2 separate regions of the Gossypium hirsutum genome follow, and region 1 is linked to region 2. Evidence: chromatin contacts called from public Hi-C data. All regions are on one chromosome and are shown on one strand. The core of a region is the stretch at or near the end of the contact, and the rest is flanking DNA. Distances in the headings are between cores, read along the strand shown. Region 1 has its middle 11 kb from the start of LOC107924874. Region 2 holds the start of LOC107924917 (pre-mRNA-splicing factor ISY1 homolog).

Region 1 (2,700 bases), core at 101-2,600, 75 kb after region 2:
TTACCTTTGGGTTGCCTGCATGATAAATCAAGAAAATGCTGAAACACTCTAAAATATATTTGAGTAAAGAAACAAAGTAAGAACAAAAACCTCTGTTTCCGGCTTTAGAGTTTTAAACTTCATGGTGTTCATTCTAGTTAATTAACAGTACAGAAAGTTACAATCCAACATTGATAACTAAGTTATAAAAAATTTTACCTTACCTCGGAAGGATATAGGCTTGTCAAAGAAACCATTTAGCACCAAAAGCACACACGATAGTCAAACAAGATAAACATCTTACCTCCTGATGCTTATAATTCTCTTCATCTTCTTCCTTATCACGAATTCTTCCAAGTTCCATTGCCTCTCTCTTAAATTCCAACTCCAACTCATCTAATGTTTGAAGGAAGGCATGGTATTCAAACTGATTGCCAGATTGCAAATTAGATCCCCGTCTCTCAGTATCCCATCCCTCAGTTCTATAAGCTCTCATGTTTCGATTATGACCATCGTAGGAATTAAATGAGTTGCCACCATAAGGTAAATGGCCTGGGGATTTAGAGTGGCTCGAGCGACTTCTAGCTCCATCATTACCATAATGGTAAGCATTTGATTCAAATGCGCAAAGATCAGCTTTTAACTAGACACAATATCTTATATTCACAAAGTGCACCCATCCGTTGCAATCCACAAATGCATTCAGTAATTGACACAATTAACAGTTGTGGATTAAATATGTCAACTGTGAAGTAAAACTGATAAAGGCTAGGTCGTTTACATGATAACCATTTCAGTTCAAAACAAAAGGCCAAATGGTTGTGGAACTATAAGTAATTATATGAATAAATTTACCCCTGGAATCTTCTTTGTTTCATAAATTTCCAACAAAAAATAAAGCTAAACTATAACTAATTCTATGAACAAAGAAGAAATAAGAGAAGAAAGAGAAACATAAAAAAATCAACTGAGAAACAGGAGAAACGTAGAAAGAAATCAAGACTACGACGGACTTGGAGTAAAGTTACTGAGATGATTTTACAGATCACGAGAAAGCAAAGCACATTCCTCTTCTTCTGTTCAACAGTCTTCACGCCTCAGTACCAGTAAAAAGGGAAAAGAGTGCAAAAACAAATTCGAAAAAAAAAATCAAAACTGAGTAAATTTCAAGCAGGAGAAATGAGGAATGAAATAATAATAAGCACTGTGATCAAATCTGTAATGAAGAAAAATGGGTTCATCAGAAAAGACAAACCAAAGTTAAACATCAGAAAACATAGCACCCTTTCCCCATATCAATTTTTTTCGTTCTTACCTTCGAGAAAGGAAGATGAACGCTAGTATAGATTTTGACAATTAAAGACAAAGATGGGTAAAAGCTTTGATGAACACCGATGTCTGGTATTGAGAATCAGTGTTGGCTAACGACAAGCAGAAGATCAATTGTCAAGGATGGGGGAAGGGGAAGGGGAAGCAGAAAATCAGTGTTGGCTTCTAATTTTCCTGAAAATGTCTTACCGAATTAGAAATGGTAAGACATTTTCCAAAATTAAGGGGTTTTTTTCCCGTGTTTTGTAATTGATTTTCCCTTGGGAAAATATTTTCAACCAAACAAACAATGGAAAAGGCTGAAAAGCTTTTCCGAAAAATGTTTTACTTCCAAACAAACAGACCCTAAATGGTTTTTTTTTTGCGATTGTGTAACTGAGTGTGTTTTTAATAAGTTCTAAATCTTGTTGTCTGCCAGTACGTCCGTTTTGAACGTACTAACTGTTTCTATATAACTCTGTAAGTATGTTTCGCTTCTGAACTACTTATGGTTTTCCGTACTTGGTTCTGTAGTTAGATAGTTTTGATCTCACACTGAGCTCATGTAGCTCACCCCCTCTTCTGTTTCCCTTTCAAGTACAATTCTGGATTCTGTTGATGGGTTCAGTACGCAGAGGTCTCGGACAGTCTCGCAAACAAATAAATTATAAATTTTGTTTTTCGTTACAATTTGGTTATTTGATTAACTTTGAATTGTAAGGCTTTATAATACTGTGGTACAGTTTCCGTTTTAGATCTTCATGCATATGTTTATTTTGTGTTTTATATTAAGTCTTACTGTAAATTTTGTTGACTGATTATTAAATGGTTTTAAATACTTGTGGTTCACTAAGAAGAGTTGTTTTGTAAAATTTTCCTACGATCACTTCGGTGATCAATGTAGCATTCCAAATTCAGTCTAGACTTCTATGCCAGGTTTGGGGTGTTACATAATTGATGGGATTGAGGAGTTGCGGAGCTAAGCAAAAGAGTTCCAAGAGATTAAGGCTTGGTAAAGATATAGTTACACGTTTTAGAGATGTTAATCGAGCATTGTTGAACTAAGATACGCCACTTGTTTGAATTATCCGGTGGGTGATATGCATGAAATTGAATGTTTAATTCTATTTAATTGAGGCTTAATTTATGTTAATAAATTCAATTGAAAGTGTATAAATATGTATGATATTTAATTGTAGCTAAATCGAGTTTAATTGGCCATTAAAATACTCAAAATCAGGTTTAAAATTAATTTTTCGCATAAAAAAATGCAGTGGACTTTTTGGGGTTTGAATTTTGGTCTTTTTAAATTGGTTCTCTAGTTCATTTAAATTACAAATTAGTCTTGCAACTTGATATGTCTAATTAGAGCCTTAAATGATAAGAAAACTTGATAAAATTTTAGGATTAGAC
Region 2 (2,759 bases), core at 106-2,605:
CTCTCGCAGCAGCTCCCACGCTAACCACCTCCTTCGCCCCTCTCCTTGCCTCTCTTCTAATCTCCTCCACTCTCCGCCACTCCTCCTCAGCTTCAGCCCTCATCTTTGCCTCCGCTAGCCCCTCCACTCTAGCTAAAACTCCATCCTCTTCATCCCTATACCCATAATAACTTGCATCAATCCTCTTATAAATATCATATCTAGTTCTCCTCTTTCGCAACTCTGGCGGCTTCTCAAACAACTCCCTAACTCCCGGCAACTTCTTCGCGGCTCCAAAATACCGATACCCAGGGCCACGGCCGCTGGGGTTTGGAACATCCACTATGTTCCCTTCTAAATCCGTCATTTTAGGGGCGTGTTTGGTGTAATTCGGGCCACCGAGTTCAATGATGCGTCGTTCCCAGTGCGACTTCTCTCGTATAAGCTTATTGATCTCGTCATTAAGGTCGCGGAGTCGATGTTCCCCGAGGCCTTCATTCTGAATCTCAGCGACCTTGCGGCCGATCTCTCGCATGATTTGATGACGCCATTTGTCGGCCTCAGCAAGGTCACGGCACTCAGAGGCGAGGAAAGGGCGGCGTTCTTTGGGCTTCTTTTTTTCCTCGGCTTTTAGGGCTATGAATCGATTGAGCATCGACTGGGCTTTCTCTTCGTTTCGAGCCATATTGTGATTTGTGATTGAGGGTTTCGGAAAGCTCTAGCTTTTGAGAAAGTTTAGCAAATGAGAGTCAGAAAAGCTTTAACCGCTTAATCTCCAAATAAATAACTCAGGGCAGACAGAAAAAGGAACAATGTAAAAATTGCTAATTAAGTTCCTCGGTTTTCTTGGCAACCAAACAGAAGTTAAAGTAACAATAGTTACATGAAAAAATAAGAAACAAATTTACCATTAAATGTGCACAACAGATTAGAAAAAAACTGAAAAAATATGAAGTTAAGGCCAAAATTTCTCTCGAGCTTATCATTGAAATGCCTCCATTTACCAAAAGAAAATCAAATTTAATGAAAAATAAAGGATTTTGAAATTCACCTGCCCTGAAACGTGAGCTGAAAGTGAGACGTCTTAAAACTTGAAAAGTTTCAGAAAGAAATGGCAAGTTTGCTCGCTTGATCCGTATTAAAATTATAAAGTCTCCAGCGGGTGTGTGGTGAATTGATAGTGACTGCCTGACTGGTGAACGATGATGGTGGTGGCCGGTGGGTGTTGGAGTGTAGAAGGAAAAGTTATTTTGTTAGGGATTTAGAAATTAGCTGTTAGGCATTAGAAATTGGGGGAGTCGGCTGAAGAGGAAAAGAAAAGAAAGGGTGAGCAGGCATGTGATTCGGCCGGGCCTGGACTAAAGTTCTTTTATCCGAGTACCGGTTCATTTAAAAAATGGACATGTTTTTATTAAAATTTATTTTTTTAATCTATATTTTTACTTAATTTTTTTTAATTTTAGGCCAATTTTTAGACTTAAACGGGTGAATTGATTTATGATTAGGTCTAAGCAGAATTAAAACCTTAGACGAATTGAAATTAAGAGATGATAAACCAGCAAAAAAGAGAGAAGGAAAGAGAGACCTCCAAATCTATATTTGTAACTTTGTTATGATTTTGATAGCTCGTGCAAGGCATATGTCTGATATTTCAATTTCTTTGTAAGAATTTTATCTCTATATTTCAATTTGTTAAAATTTAGTCATTGTACCGGACCTAAAATTGGTAAGTTCATCCAATCTTTTGCTAATGTTATTAATCTTTATTAATTCCTTGTACATAAATTATTGAATTACTAATTTTTACTAATTCCAATGCTAATTTTTAAGACTAAGTCAACATTTTACGTCAAAGTTTAACTATGTTATCTTATTCAATTATTTTAAGTTTTTGTAAAATAAAATTCTGACAAAAAAAAACAGAAATTCTCAATTTTTATAAATTAAAAAAGGAAAAAGTTATAATTAAACCTTTTTTTTCTTTAACAATTTTTTCCCCTTAATAGTGATCCAACCCCAGTCTTAATCATCAAGCTCTTAGGTGAGAATCATGATCCCCTTGCAAAACAAATTTCTAAGCTTCTACACGAGAAGAGACTTAGAAAAAATTTAAGAGACCCTTAGTAGGAGGGACTAGATAAAATTCAAGACATCCCTAGTATGATTAATACAGTAAAAGAAAAGCAGGCGTCAATAATTCAAGCTATCAGATTATTATAGCAAGCAAGTCCTCAAAGAGGAAGCAATAATTGTAAGTTGCTGCCTATGCTTGGATCACAACACATCATGCTAGTTTCAATGTTAAACCGGAAAATATGGCATTGCTCAATTTCAATGTTGAATAATTCTTGTTTTGAGACTCATTGCCATCAGAGAAAATCACACTACATTGCAGCTGTAATTGATCATCAGTTTCACTGAGTGAAGTTTGTCCCTTGCCTACTGCAGCCACAAAAGATCTAGTGAGAAAAACATTCATTAGAACAAAGGAGGCATAGAAATTGGCAGGTTGTTGATACAGGTTCCTAGCAATTAATATAGTAAATATACTTTCAAGATACCTACATCATATACTCGCCAGACCAATTCTTACTACACCAAAATATACCCTGCTCATGTTCATTTTTACGGGTAAGTATATGTGCAATACTTGGATTGTTAACTGTCGAGCAAATTTTTACTATCAAATAAAAATAGATGTCTAATCCACACAGGCACACATGCAATGCGAGCCCACATACACAGGATGATATTCGAATATATCACAAATAGGAAGTCAG

What was found. Hi-C and Micro-C count contacts between places; a contact is called where the count stands out from the background.
Region 1: a Hi-C map of fibers shows a contact between it and region 2, with 2.5 times the contacts expected there. The contact joins the enhancer-like site here to the promoter of LOC107924917 in region 2. A contact is called at or near these places in 7 of 34 Hi-C or Micro-C datasets (anther, fibers, hypocotyl and 3 more).

Annotation. Positions count from the first base shown.
Region 1 is chrA02:101,007,766-101,010,465 of Gossypium_hirsutum_v2.1, forward strand. It overlaps the pseudogene LOC107924886. Among protein-coding and RNA genes, the nearest start is that of LOC107924874, 11 kb to the right of the region's middle. Within about 2 kb of position 1,351, at least 5 of the 9 cell types and tissues checked have an H3K27ac peak or open chromatin away from gene starts, as enhancers often do. A contact at or near this core is called in fibers, where this site is marked.
Region 2 is chrA02:100,933,192-100,935,950 of Gossypium_hirsutum_v2.1, forward strand. LOC107924917 (pre-mRNA-splicing factor ISY1 homolog) reads right to left here and starts at 1,356. Exons shown (of 2, transcript XM_041082343.1): 1 at 1,031-1,356; 2 at 1-697. The coding sequence starts at 664. LOC107924898 reads right to left here. Exons shown (of 2, transcript XM_016855486.2): 2 at 2,174-2,418.